Linked DNA regions of Mus musculus: region 2 is linked to region 1. The links are chromatin contacts, called in public HiChIP or PLAC-seq maps. All regions are on one chromosome and are shown on one strand. The core of a region is the stretch at or near the end of the contact, and the rest is flanking DNA. Distances in the headings are between cores, read along the strand shown.

Region 1 (7,353 bases), core at 2,765-5,264:
AACATGTGGGCCCGAGGAAGATAGAGGAGGAGGAGGAAAGGGAAGGGAATGCCCTATGGTTCTCAAGAAAAGATTAAGGGATGGGAAAATATGTTCTGATGGAAGGAAGTCTGTCCCTCTGGAAAGCCAAGGAAGGGGAAGTACTTTCTTTCCTGCCAAAGTGTTGAATCAATGAATAATTTGTTGTTTCTTTTAAAAAAAATATTTATTTTATGTATACATGTACACTGTTGCTGTCTTCAGATGCACCAGAAGAGGGCATCAGATCCTACTATAAATGGTTGTGAGCCACCATGTGGTGCTGGGAATTGAACTCAGGATCTCTGGAAAAGCAATCAGTGCTCTTAACTGCTAAGCCAACTCTCCAGCCCCTCAATGAATGATTTTTTTTTTTTTTTTTTTTTTGGTTTTTCGAGACAGGGTTTCTCTGTATAGCCCTGGCTGTCCTGGAGCTCACTTTGTAGACCAGGCTGGCCTCGAACTCAGAAATCCGCCTGCCTCTGCCTCCCGAGTGCTGGGATTAAAGGCGTGCGCCACCACGCCCGGCTCAATGAATGATTTTTAAGCTGTGACCATTTCATGCCTGTGTGCTTGACCCAGGTCATACTATGGCTTCAGCAACGGCTTCCAAAGGAAACCTGCTCTAATGTTTTCTTGTTATTATTTTGGAAGTTGGTGGTTGGTTGATTGGTTGATTGGTTGGTTGATTGATTTTTAAGAAAAGGTCTTACTATGTATCTCAGGCTGCTCCCAAACTCACAGAGATCTATCTGTGATCTATCTGACTCTCCAGTGCTAGGTTTAAAGACATGTATCACCACAATGGGCTAAGTTTTGATGGGGACTGGAGAGATGGCTCAGTGGGTAAGAGCACTGGCTGCTCTTCTGAAGGTCCTGAGTTCAAATCCCAGCCACCACATGTGGCTCACCAACATCTGTAATGAGAGCTGACTCCCTCTTCTGGAGTGTCTGAAGACAGCTACAATGTACTCACATATAACAAATAAATAAATCTTAAAAAAAAATAATCATCACTAGGACTGGCAAGATGGCTCAGTAGACAAAGGTGTTTGCCACCAACCTGATGACCTGAGTTCAGTCCCTGGAACCCTCACAGTAGAAGGAGAGAACTGGCTGTAGCAAATTTTCTTGTGTCCTCCACATGCTTGCTTACACACACACACACACACACACACACACACACACACATATGCACACACACACATGCATAAATAAATACAATTGTTTTTTTAAAAATCACTTTTAGGGGATGGCAAATAATTTGTCAAACGTCCTGCAAACATCTCCCCAGTTTGACCTTCTACACAGTTCCCAGCCAGGCCTCTTTCTCTTCACTGGATCCTCAGCACAGGCAACCTGTGCTGTTCACTCTGTTTTACATGTAAGTATTTTGCCTGTGTCTGTGCAAATGTACCATGTGGGTGCAATGCCTCTAGAGGCCAGAAGAGGGCAGCATATCCCGTCAGGCAGAGGCTATAAAAGGTTCTGAGTTATTGAGGGGTCACAAGGAACTGAACTTGTGTCCCTGGAATAGCAGGGACTCTTAACTTCTAAACCACCTTAATCTTCTGTTTCATTCTTTCTCCCCATTCCCACAATTCCCTTGAGACAGTATTTCTCTTTGTGTAGCCCTGGCTGTCCTACAACTTGCTTTGTAGACCAGCCTGGCCTCAAACTCACAGAGGTCCTCCTGCCTCTGCCACTCTAGTGTTGGGATTAAAGGGGTGCACCACCACGGCCTGGCTGCTGCTTACTGTTTTGCACACCTGTCCTTTCTCTCCTTGTGGCTAAAAGATTCCAAAGCTGATGCCTCCTGAGTCTCAGAGCCCTGTGAATCATAGATGTCAATTCTGGATTTTAGGGTACGTTCTGTCACTGTAGAAGGCAGAGGAAGACATTGGATACCTCTTAGGAAAATCAGAGGTTAAGTGGCAACCAACCTCTGAGCTCTCAGCTCTCGCTGCCACACAGTTCACATTTCTCCATCCCCAAATCAGGAAACGCCCCATTCGTTCCATTAAGCAGTATCTAAGACAACACCTAAGGCAAGCAGAGGTCTCAAACTGAAAGATGGGGAATAAGCATGGTTCTCCTCGCCGTTCCACCTCTAGCTGTGCGTGGACTGAGCTTCTCTAGAGAAAACTAGTCACCCTCTCCCCGAACTCTCTCCCAAGGCTGGCCTGGGTGCACCTTTCTCTTGCTACCTCAAGCTTGTGAAAGGTAAGAATCCGTATCACCAAGCATATTTTGCTACCCTAGGCTCTATCCATTAGGCACCAAAGAGCCTTATCCTGTTTTAAATGGAACACTGAACCAATTTCACAAATTCTTCCACGATGGCTTTGGGGCTGTGTACTGCCAGGTTCAAGGAATCCAGAGCCTGAGGAATGAGGCAGAAAGGTACCTGCCATGTCAAGGAGACTCGCTGAGTACTAACTGTTGGAATAAGAGATAAACATGTCTGTCAGGGCACCTTCCTCCAGAACATGGGCAAAAACAGACATGAGGTTTGGGTCAGAATACAAAGCAGAACTCAGAATATGACAGAGGAATATGCTTATTACATAATAGTCCTTAGGTCAGACACACTGCTGAAAGCCTGTCATCTGTAGGCACAGAGGACAAGGTCAGGGGTAACAAAATTGATCTAGGTTCTGTGTTCCCAGGCATCACTGTCTAGAATGGGAGTTTCGAGCCTTCTTTTCCCCTCCACTATGTTTGGACATCTAGAACGGTCCCTTCTCAAGGATGCTTCTCACCCATCCCTGTCTTAGTTAGGGTTCCATTGCTGTGAAGAGGCACCATGACCGGAGCAACTCTTATAAAGAAAAACATTTCATTGGTGCTGGATTACACGTTCAGAGGTTTAGTCCATTATCATCATGGCAGTGTCTGGGCCGACATAATGCTAGAGAGAGAACAGAGAGTTCTACATCCAGATCCACAGACAGCAAGAAGAGACAGACACTGGGCCAGGCTTGGGCATTTAAAACATCTTGAGCATTCGACACACTTCCTCCAACAGAGCCAGACCTACTCCAACAAGGCCACACATCCATATGCCACTCCCAAAGCATTCACATGTGGCTCTATGGGAACCATTCTCTTCCTGATGGGAGTCGGCCATCTCACATTCCACACATAGTTCCCTGGGGTCCCACAATGGCTGTGGCACAAGCTGCATTAACACTAGACAAGGAAGAAGCTCCCAAGCCAGACCTTCAGTACTGAGTGTGGTAACTGAGTGAAAAGTGAATGAAGAAAAACCATCCCAGGCTCAGGAGATGGAGAAAGCCCCAGCAGGGGAGAGACCTGGCCCACTTGAAGAGCAAGTGTCCTAATAACACATTCAAGTCAGGTATTGAGAACAGCAATAAAAATGACAAGTTCCAAGCTGGGTGTGGTAGCACTTGCTTGGAATCCCAGCACCTAGAAGGCAGAGGCAGGAGGATCTCAAGTTTCAAGTCTATCCTAGACTACATAGGGCGTTCAAACCAGACTATGTCTCAAGAAACCAAGCCAGACCAACAGACAGAAGACAAATTGCTCCCAAATTGGGATGCCTCTATATTAAAGTGTTTTTACTATTTTAACTTGGCATCTTATACTTTAAACTGAAGCAACCTTATTTGTCAGATGTGCATGCATCTGGTCCAGATGTGCATGCCTGGCCACAGGATGGATGTGTCTGGTGGTCAAAATACAGAGCATAGGTTGGAAACTCACAGGCGGCTGCTCAAAGAGGTGTTCAAGAGGTTTGGGGGACTTTTCTGAATATGCTCTGATTTTGCTTTAAGTTAAAACTTTTTTTAAAAAAGTCCCTGCTCAAAATGTGTATTTCAGATTGCCCAAAGAAGAAATTTTAATCCTATTCCCTGACCAAGAATTGTGAATTATTCATGAGGGGTTTGCTTCCTTACACGAGGAAGTTCATACCCAGAAGGGCAGTGGTTTCTTGCAGAGACGGTCTCCTGACTCTCCTGCCCTCTAGTGGTGAAATGCTGGTATGCCTATTTGAACGCCTGCTGCTTCACAGGGCTTTGTGGCCTCTGCCTCTCCTTCTCTATAACTGCAGGAAGTGAAATAATTGAAGATTCCAAGCATGGAGGTCCAGACCAACCCTAAGTCTAAAAGGCAGACTAAGAGTGTGGAAGTCCAGCACTGAGGTGTAAATGGTGTGTTGAGCCTCTGCTGCCTTCTGCTACTTTATGAGACTCTGGGAGTGAGCTGGGAAAATCTGGCTTGGGACCTGGAGGGTTAAATTTGCCCACACTTCAGTTTTGTTCATTTTATGAAACAAGTATTTCTGGAGTGCCTAGATGTCAGGCAGTGTGCAGGAAGCAGGGCTGTGGAGTCAAACCTGGGTCTGTACCAAAGGCAAACAGAACTCATGATTAGGCTTGAAAAATGTTAGAGCTATAAAGGATCTCTGAAAATAATGCTCTTCTAGTTGAGCTATGATTTCCAGGCCATGTACTTAATTTATAAGTTAACCATTTTATGGTTTTAGCATCTTTTTGATAAATGGCCATTGGGCTTCTTGTCAATGATCAATCAAAACTGCATACATTATGAAGTATGCTGTGTGAATGTCTGGAGGCATTCCTGACTTATGCATGGGGAGACACTGCAGATGTTAAATTTTCCCCCTTTTCCTGGAACTGGAGATGCTGAGTTGCTGATGTTGAGGGAACCAACAAAAACCCATCAGAACCATGAAGTTTTGGGGGAGGAATAAATAGGCCTATCTGTGATGAGACTTACCACACTAAATGGCTCAAAATTCACATGGCAGACTGCATAGATGGCTCATACTGAAAATTCCCCACTATAAGTCCCTGCTATAAGCATAAAGACCTAAGTTTGGCTGCCCATCACCCATGTGCAAACCTGGGTTGGTACCATGTATGCCCATATTCTCAGTGCTCCAGGCAGAGACAAGGGTTCACAGTGTTCACAGGGCAGGCAGGGTTTTTATATTGATTGATGAACCTTTCAGGTCATCCTTCCCATCACATCCCTGTTAGGTTCATTCTCTCTCTCTTTCTTTCTTTCTTTCTTTCTTTCTTTCTTTCTTTCTTTCTTTCTTTCTTTCAAGATTTATTTATTTTACTTGTATGAGTACACTGTAGCTGTCTTCAGACACACCACAAGAGGGCATCAGGTCCCATTACAGATGGTTGTGAGCCACCATGTGGTTGCTGGGCATTGAACTCAGGACCTCTGGAAGAGCACTCAGTGCTCTTAACCACTGAGCCATCTCTCCACCCCCCTGTTGGGTTCTTGCAGTTGCTCAGGATAGCGTTGCCAATTATTAAGTAAATATGGGAAAGCATAAATCTAATCCTTCCCTTCATTCCTTGTAAGTTTCCCCCTTGGTGTACCAGGTAGCACTGAGGTGACTACATCCCATTCTAAACTTGTCCCAAGCCAGTGCCATCAAGGTTTTTACAACCTGTTGTCAGCGAGTAATGTGTTTATCTGATTGCCAGGCTTCCTGCCCTCCCCTCCCCCATCTCTCAATTGTTTAGCTTTCTCTGGCTAATTCTCTGTGTGTGCTCAGGGTCAACTTAATTAGATTTTTGACCTCAACGGAGAAAAGAAATACCTTGGTTACAAAGGCCCATTGTTTGGGCTTTGAAAAGATTGCTAATGGGATAAAGGTGAGAAGCTCCAGCCTTAGTTAGCAGACTTAAGACACTTCAGACTAAGTTTCTAAGAAGTCCTACAGCCCTAACAGGCCTTACTTCCATAACGAAGCTAAGCACGCCTCACCCGGATCTATTCTGGGTGTTCCTCTTCCGCTTAGATTACCAAGGTCACTGCATTTTGTTTTCCAGAGCACTTCAGACGTTGAAGGGAGCCAATGTTGACTCCCAGTGCAGTAGAGAAGAGCTACCCACATCGCTGTATAGAAGCCATCTTGCTGTACTGTCCGGTCATGTTCCTATCACTTTGACCCAATAGCTTTCACCACATGTTGACATCTTTTCTAAGGATCATGACCAGTCCTTGGATGGTCTTGTTCTTTTCTTATGGCCGTGACTGATATAAGAGTTGTTATTGATCGACTTCATTTCACACACTTCTCCATGGCATCAGGCACAGCTCTCCTTTGCCTCTCACAGTACCCTCTGAGTTGGGTACTGTTGCTATTGTCACTCCAGAGGTAGGAAAATGGGACTATCTAACCCAAGTCTGTACTTATGGAAGCGGTGGCACAAGGGCTCAGGAGTGACCCGTCTTTGCAGTTGTTGACTTTTGGAGAAACATTAGTAGCTCATGATGGCTGGACGTCTGTTGCTCCTTAGCATTCACAGTAAGCTGCACTTATAATCTGTAGCTATTTCCAGACTGTCTCAAACTGCCAGCTCCCAATAATGACACAGAGTCTATTATTATTTGTTGTAGCTCAGGCACTGTCTTAGGCTATTTCCCAACTAGCTCTTATAACTTAATAACCCCGTCTATACTAGTCCACATTTGTCATGTGGCCTGTTACCTCTCACTGTCCCAGTATGTCCATCTTCTTCCATGTTTGGCTGCTGATTGTCCCGTACCTGATTCTTTCCCAGAGTTTCTGTCTCTGCCCAGAAGACCCGCCTCCCTTTCCTGTCCTGCTATTGGCCAACAGTTCTTTTTAAAGTCAAACCGAGAATGCCTTAGACAGGTGAGAAAGGATAGAGACATATCACACAGTGTACAAAAAGATTACCCCAACATTTAGAGCCTCAAGATTCAGTTTAATCTAACTATTTACTTCAAAGAGTCGAAATCAGTGTCACAGAGGTGTCTCTACAAGACACAGAATCAGCCTCCATGCCCATCAACAGAGGAGCTGATAAAGAAAATATGGTGTAAGTTCACAGTGAAGAATGTAGTTTCCCCTCCCCCAGCCTGAAACCTGCTTGCTCAGAGATATGGCATTGACTATTAATATACAAATTAAGGTTTGATTGTTCAGCATTTTAAAACACCATCTACAGCACACAACTAGATCATCTGTGCTGGAACAGGGGAAACTGTGTCTTAAGACTCCGCCCCACAGAAGCCAGTTGGGCCCACATGGGCCAACGATTGCCTGGGAGGATGAGAAAAATGACTTTACAATAACGTTTTTTCTGGCCAAAGAATTGTTTTGGGCACAACCAATTTTTAATTACCAATTAATAACAATTATAAAAGCTTTATTTTTTGTAGAAACTTTTGTAGTAAACTAAAACCCTAAGTAATAAAAGGATATTGTCTCTGAATCTTTTGGGTGAGAGCAAGGATTTAAGGTAAACTTTAAGAAGCATTAGTTAATAAAATACTTTTCACTTAGGAAACAAT
Region 2 (7,353 bases), core at 2,124-4,623, 280 kb after region 1:
GTCACAGAGGTCATCAAGAACAGTACACACACTTCCTTATCAACACTCACGGAAACCAATAACCATAACCCGTAGCTATAATCTCTTTGGCCAGTTAATCACCATGCACTGACACTGGAGCCCAGTGGTGCCTTTGCACGTGACCCAGCTCACTCTTTTTTTTTTTGTTTGTTTGTTTTGTTTTTTGTTTTTTGGGGTTTTTTTTTTTTTTTTTTTTTTTGTTTTTTTTTTTTTTTTTTTTTTTGAGACAGGGTTTCTCTGTATAGCCCTGGTTGTCCTGGAACTCACTTTGTAGACCAGGCTGGCCTCGAACTCAGAAATCAGCCTGCCTCTGCCTCCCGAGTGCTGTGATTAAAGGCATGCGCCACCACGCCCGGCCCCAGCTCACTCTTATCTCATAATGAAGATCACAATGGGGCTTTGAAAGAGTGGCACCATGGTCAAAGTGTTCTTCCTCTCAGTGTGAAGAGATAATGGGGCAGATGACAACAGCATCCCCAGTCCTCTGAGGTGATACCTTGTAGTGGAAAAGGATCAAGAAACCAGTGCAAACAATTGAATGTTGCTCTGGTGTTTTGTTTTTGTTTTTTTTTTTTTTTTTGAGGGGGGGTGTCTTAGGGACAGTGGAATGAATAAAATACAATTGCTGCTGAAGCTGATCAAGGGTGTTCACTTTGTGGACATATGAAAACCTAGCAACTATTGGCAAGCATCTTCTGAAGGGTAGCTCAAACTTGCATGCTCTTTGTTCCATGTGATGAAGGACCAGTGAATCCCGGAAACCGTATGGAAATTATGGACTTAGATATAAATGCAGCCTTTGTCAAATCCAGTGAAATTAGTCAATTCCCAAGAGCCTTTGTCTCATCTGGACTCATTATTGCCCCATCAATGTGTAGTGCCACATGGTAAGGAGCTGTGATTCTACACTGTTGAGACATGAAGCCAAACAAATCAGAGAGCTCAGATTCGCTTTTTGAAGACATTCTGAAAAATTCCTGTCAACCCAATGGTTGTTGAGGATCTACAAGAACCTCAGAGTAGCTCTGCCAAGGAGAGCAGATTCTACATCAGGAGAGAAACGCGAAACGGAGAGCAAGAAAGCCTATCCAAGTGTCTGGGGGGAGACAAGGACTGAAGGCCTGGTTGATCACTGGGCTTTCAATGCTAGTACTCTTGACTCCTCTCTATAAAATCGTCTGTGAGAGTTTGTGGTGTGTTTGTGTGTGTGTGTGTGTGTGTGTGTGTGTGTGTGTAACAGCAGCCAAAGACTAGAAAAAACTCTACCTTTTTTATAGGCACAGAAGTTCAGCTGTCAGTTGCCTGATAAAACTTAGCCGTTCTCTGAGGAAGCAATCCTGTATACAGTCCTGTATACAGTCCTTGCTCTCTTCTCTTTCTTACTGAAATAAAGATTCAGCTGTGGGTTTTCTCTGTGCCCACTTCTGAAGACTGCAGGGCATTCAGGCTTCATGATAGCAGACAGATGAAGCCAATGGAGGCTGATTTCTTTTGTTCAACAGCTGCAGAACCAGGAGATTCTGAGGGCGATGATGAAGAAGGCTGAGCTGGAAATCAGTAACAAAGTGAAGGAGACCATGAAGAGACTAGAGGATCCGGTACAGCGTCAGCGCACCCTGGTGGAGCAAGAGAGACAGAAGTACCTCCACGAAGAAGAGCGGATTGTCAAAAAGTTATGGTGAGTCACCCTGAAGAGAAAAACTGTCTTTGTTCACAGGGTGACCTTCTTAGCTGGTATTTCTCTCCCTCTCTTTAATGAGCACCTATTGTGTAAGCTAGAGATCTGCTGAGCCTGGTATCTTTGTCCCAACTGTCCCTCCTTTAAGGTCTGGGAAACTCAGCAGGCCCCATGACAGTATATCTCTGGGCCAGGAAAATGTGGGGCATCCTTAGAAAACCACAGGGTTGGGGATTGGCAGGAGAATTGGGTCCATGGTCCTAATCACATCTCACAGTTGAACGGTATCATTCTCCTTGGCTTGGTGTCTTCTATGGGTCATACTCCTGCTTTGGAGACCTGCTTGGTACCTGTCTAGGCTGTGCTTGCAAAGACTGTAAGATCATGGGAGCCCACAATAGACCCTGAAAACCAACTCTAGAAAGTTGTCTTCTGCCTTCTGCATGCACAGTCACACAACACTAATTTAAAAGTTATGGAATACATATATATCTCCTTAATATTATCATATCTGTTTCTTATACCTTAAACAGACATAGACTAGGGTAACTGGGTGGATCCGTATGACAGGAGAGCGAGCTTAGGTAAGATATTCTAGAACCTGGCTCAGGGCTACTGAGAAGTAACGCCTGCTCTTTGCTGGCCCTTCTCTGTCCCTTTCCCTTCCTTCTAAATTCCAGAAAAGAAATACTCTGGTAGAACTGTTAGGCTTGGGTCCTCTGAACATGAGGACAGAGGAGTGAAAGTGGGGATTAAAGAACAGAAAAAAAAAATGAGTCAATATCTTTCATGGTTTTCTACTTGGAAATAACAGCTTCTAATAAGAGTCAGACTAAGTTCAGTTTAACAAACAATGGGCTTCTTTTCAACAAAGGCAGAATAAAAAGCAGCTTAAGGCCATGCTGAAATCTGGAGGCCCCATGAATGTCTGACGTCTTCTTGAGCAAAGCCTACCTATTTCAAAAGCCCATTGATGACTTTCAAAAGGCCGTCTGCACTCATTTTCAGCAGCACTGTCTCTTTTTCAATCTCTGAATTAATAAAAGTGGCCTTCAGAGCTCGAAATAGGAATCACAAGCACATGAATTGGCAGAATAATGGTGTCAGAGGTTCCCTGCTGCCCGTCAAAGGGGAGCAGAGTTTGGGGAACTTTGGGTTGCAGGGATATGATGCGCAGGAGGCAGACTGGGTAAGAGAAACTAAAATAGGAGTTTATCTGGATGGAGTGGCTTTGGGTCATGGAACATCTCCTTGGAGGAGTATTTGCATATTGACCAGTTTGTGGGTGGTTGAAGGAACTGGGGGCCCTGGAGTCTTAGCTTGGAAGGGCTTCATCAAAGCCTGAAAGAATGCAGGAGACTGCTTGGTCTACCAGGGAACCTCCCTCACCAATGGACCATTTAGAGGTCTGACAAGGATTGGCCCAGCTCCACCCCAAGGAGCAGCAGCTGCATGTGCCCTGTAGGTATGCTCACCTAACACCAGGTGTGTTTAACAGATGCAGACCCTAACGGGGCATCCTTTCATCAGAGATTTCTGTATCAGAATGGCTGGCATCACCAAATACTTCATCCCCCTGCTCAGAAGAGGTCAGATGTGTCACGTGTGACTTCATCCTTGTTGAATGTATGTCCTGCCCTGCTGGACTCCCTCCTGTGGCTGCATTAGCTCCTTTCTACTCACTCACCTAGAGGAAAGGGCCCATGTCTTGTGAGGCCATCCTCTCCTCCACTAAGGCGCCAGGAAGTACAGCCGCCATTCACTTACTGCCACCTAGTGGTCTTGCATTTCTTAGCACCCTCGTCCTTTAAGAGCTTTCTCTTGAATTTGCAGGCAACTTGAAAGGATACAAACACATCTGGGCAAATTGTTTTTGTTGTTTCAAGTGGAAGAATATAACTTGGCTGTGTTGGAGTTGATATCTGTTCTCTCTCTCCATCCCAACCCCTCCATCCGTCCCTCCCTCCCTCCAGAAATCAGATCTCTAAGTTCTTAGTTGTGAGAGAAGAGAGACAGTCATTAATGATGGGACAGTCAGGTACACTAGAGAGAGGCTATCCATTAGGGGATTTTGAGGGCAGTTTTGCTCTCTCTTTCCCAGGGATATTTGACCATGTCAAGGGACATTCACATGTGTCACAAATTATTGGAATTTGTGATTGCTTGCTACTGCTACTCAGCAGGAAGGGGCCAAGGATGCACATCCTTCATTGTGTAAGACAGCCCTGCACTAAAAATGAAGCTATATGGTTCAAAATGTCAGGTACTAAAATTGAGAAACCTGGTTGTCTAAAGTGAGCTAACACACTTCACTGTAGTACTGGTTCATACCCCCCTCTTAGGCTACCCCCAGCCCCCATCTTCTGCCTCCATCCTAATCTATCAGGACTCTCTCCCCTCTGTCTTTCTCTCCCTCCATTCCTGGTCACCAAGTGTGCACATTGTTCTCTTGGCTGGCATGAATACAACTGAAAGTTAAGAATGTATCAAGTGCCCACTCCACCCCCACCCGGGACCAATCTGAACCACAAATGACAGACACGGGAGAGCTCTCCCGTTGCTACCTTACATAGCCATGCAATATTGCAAAGCAAACTACTATCGACTGTGCTCCCACCTCCTCCTTGGAAGCTTAAGATAGGGCTGGGACACAGCAGAAAATGGGAGAGCCCCTGCTCCTGCACGTGTCCTTTCTGAGACCCTCCATGCTCAGTTCCATCTGCTCTCTGCCTCCCCACAGTGAGCTGGAGGACTTTGTTGAGGACTTGAAGAAGGACTCTTCCTCCACTGGCAGAGTGGTGACCCTGAAAGATGTGGAAGATGGGGCTTTCCTCCTGCGACAAGTGGGAGAAGCTGTGGCCACTCTCAAAGGTGAGCCTTCCACTGGAAGTGTGTTGCTTGGAATGTTTATGAAGCTTTCAGCTGGGCGGTGGTGGCGCACACCTTTAATCCCACCAATTGGGAGGCAGAGGCAGGCGGATTTCTGAGTTTAAGGCCAGCCTAGTCTACAGAGTGAGTTCCAGGACAGCCAGGGCTACACAGAGAAAAACCTGTCTCGAAAAACCAAAAAAAAAAAAAAAAAAAAAAAAAAAAATCAAAAACCAAAAAAACCGAAGAAGCTTTCAAATCTGGACCTACCATCCCATCCTACTTGGGAGGCTGAGGCAGGAGGATCCCTTAAAGTCAGTTGAGACCAGATTAGGGAAACAGTAATACTTTGTTTCAAATAGACATGTAAATAAATAAACAATCCTTCAAACAGTAAAAGATTCATTCAAGACTTCTTAGAGGACCTTTATAAAGGATGCTGAAGATGGAAACTAAACCATACAACTAAAACTTTCCCTTTTACTGAACTTACAGACATACCAAACTCGTTGAAAACAAACCCTAACTTTTTAGCCTTATCCATAATACACAGGGAATGGACCCAGAGGGGCTGTGACCTTATCCAAGGTCACTCAGTTTGACCATAAGATTTCACCCCGTTGCTTCCCGACTTGGTATTTCTCTGTGCTACCCTAGGTCACAGGAGTGGGGTGGGCATTGTCACTCTGCCTTCCTATTCTAAAAATCACTGCTGGTTTGGCCTGTAGGAGAATTTCCAACTTTGCAAAATAAGATGCGTGCTGTCCTGCGCATAGAAGTTGAGGCAGTAAGGTTCCTGAAGGAAGAGCCACACAAGCTGGACAGTCTCCTGAAGCGTGTGAGGAGCATGACAGATGTCTTGACGATGTTGCGGAGGTAATGTCACTGCCATGGTCCTGATGGGGTGGTTTGCCAGGAGGGGTCGCTCAAAGGCTGGTGTACATACAGGTCACGGGCTTTAAGAACCTACTCTTAGTATCATCATGACTTATCACTCTTTATTTATGGCATCCTGAGGAGAACCCTCAACTGTTTCAGCCCCCAAATGTTCGTTGCAATATGGCTTGAGGGTATAATTCCTCAGCATAGACTTTTGCATTGGCTCCATCCTAGGCTTTTAAATTACTAGTCATATGTTGGGCTTTTTTTTTTTTTTTTACTAGTTGGAATACTCTGACTTATAGGTGTAAGTAATATTTTAGTTTGAATTGAGTTTTTTGTCACTTCTTTTTCTAATCTTGCGATTAGATCACATCACAGATTAAGAACACTACAGATTTTATTTACATATTTCTATTACAATTAATCATGTGTTATAAATGTACACATGAATTAAAATAACAAAGATTTACACACAGTATTTTCATCTCATACATATGTTGGGCTTTAATGATAGTATATGCACCTGGATTTGATCCCCACTATTTTGAAGACTTAACAATAAATTTAAAAATAAAATTAAATACATAAATAAGTCTTTTATTTGTTTTGTAATAGTTTATGGATGAAGAACAAACTAAAGCACTGTTAGCCTCCTTCACCTTGAGGGCAAGGAGACTTAAAATCGAGACTCTAAGCCAAGTGTTTATCTACTGGAAGGGTATCTGAGAGCATACTGGTCCCACCCAGGAAAGAAGCTGAGCACCCCTAAGTGGACCCGCTCATCAAAGATCATTCCTGTGAAGAGAGATCTGGAGAAAACACTGTCTGATCTGTAGCTTTCAATGAATAATGAATCTCATACCCAGCATAAACATGCTTACAAAGGCTGTGGTGTAGCTCAGTAGTAGAACACTTGCCTAAGATGTGCTCAGCCATGAACACCAACACACACACACACATGGGGGGGGGGGGGTGGAAGAGAGGAGAAGGGGAGGGGGAGAGAAGTGGGGAGGCGGGGAGGGGGAGAGAGAGAGAGAGATTTCCTTCCAGGCAGAAGTAATATATCAGGTATGTCAGAAACTTTTGTAAAAATTTTGTTTCCTGGCTGTAATTGCCCTGGCACAGTGGTTCTCAACCTTTGGAAGTCAAACAACCCTTTCCCAGTAGTCATATTATCAGGTGTCCTGCATATCAGTTATTTACATAACAATTCATTACAGTAGCAAAACAATTTTATGTTTGGGGACTCACCATAATGTGAGGAGCTGTATTAAAGGGCCACAGCATTAGGAAGGTTGAGAACCACTGCTCTATCAAGTGTAGAAGAGAATTCATTGGCATGCAGCTAACTTTAAGGTAGATAAAGTGGATTACTAATCATAGGAAGTGTAGTTGACTTTTCTAGCAATAACCAACCCCAACTAATAACTCCACGAAGCAGGTATATAGTCAACTGCAGAAAACCCAGATGCCAAAGGAATTCTAAGTCCACATAGACCATCCAGGTTCCCAAAAGGTCATTCATTTTCACGTATCAAGTGACTTTTTTACTCCACAACAATAGAAATGGGTTAAAGTACTTCTTTGTTAAGCTGTTGCCCAAATGTTATAGACCTTGAACTCTAAAATAAGCCAGCCTCATTAAAGGAAAACAGTGGCCTGAGGGAGCAGCATCTCTTCTGGAAAACAGTTACAGGGTGTTCTTATACCCAACACTGCCATTGTCAGGATTTGTCTTAGAACCAGGGAAATCAGAGCTTGAAGAAGACGGGATCGCATGATTAAGCTCTTCAAAGACTCAGAGATTGAAGCGCCCAAGAGGGGCTATCTTGCTTGTTTGTTTGTTTGTTTGTTTGTTTGTTTGTTTGTTTTTCTAGAAAGAGTTTCTCTGTGCAGCCCTGGCT

The links. HiChIP or PLAC-seq counts read pairs in DNA pulled down with a chosen protein or histone mark.
Region 2: a contact with region 1 is called in an H3K27ac HiChIP or PLAC-seq map of embryonic stem cells, with 5 times the contacts expected there. The contact joins two enhancer-like sites. A contact is called at or near these places in 2 of 15 datasets of contacts at CTCF or cohesin (both in embryonic stem cells), 50 of 484 Hi-C or Micro-C datasets (the HL-1 cell line, the HPC-7 cell line, the MC3T3-E1 cell line and 15 more), 11 of 115 datasets of contacts at active chromatin or transcription factors (astrocytes, embryonic stem cells and epiblast stem cells) and 1 of 9 other capture datasets (embryonic stem cells).

What each region holds. Positions count from the first base shown.
Region 1 is chr2:20,490,862-20,498,214 of GRCm38.p6, forward strand. All of the region lies in intron 2 of Etl4 (enhancer trap locus 4), which reads left to right. Among named protein-coding and RNA genes, the nearest start is that of Gm17171, 160 kb to the left of the region's middle. Within about 2 kb of position 4,015, at least 19 of the 459 cell types and tissues checked have an H3K27ac peak or open chromatin away from gene starts, as enhancers often do. A contact at or near this core is called in embryonic stem cells, where this site is marked.
Region 2 is chr2:20,776,503-20,783,855 of GRCm38.p6, forward strand. It overlaps Etl4 (enhancer trap locus 4), which reads left to right. Exons shown (of 22, transcript NM_001081006.1): 11 at 1,524-1,699; 12 at 4,440-4,570; 13 at 5,296-5,443. Among named protein-coding and RNA genes, the nearest start is that of Arhgap21, 190 kb to the right of the region's middle. Within about 2 kb of position 3,374, at least 18 of the 459 cell types and tissues checked have an H3K27ac peak or open chromatin away from gene starts, as enhancers often do. A contact at or near this core is called in embryonic stem cells, where this site is marked.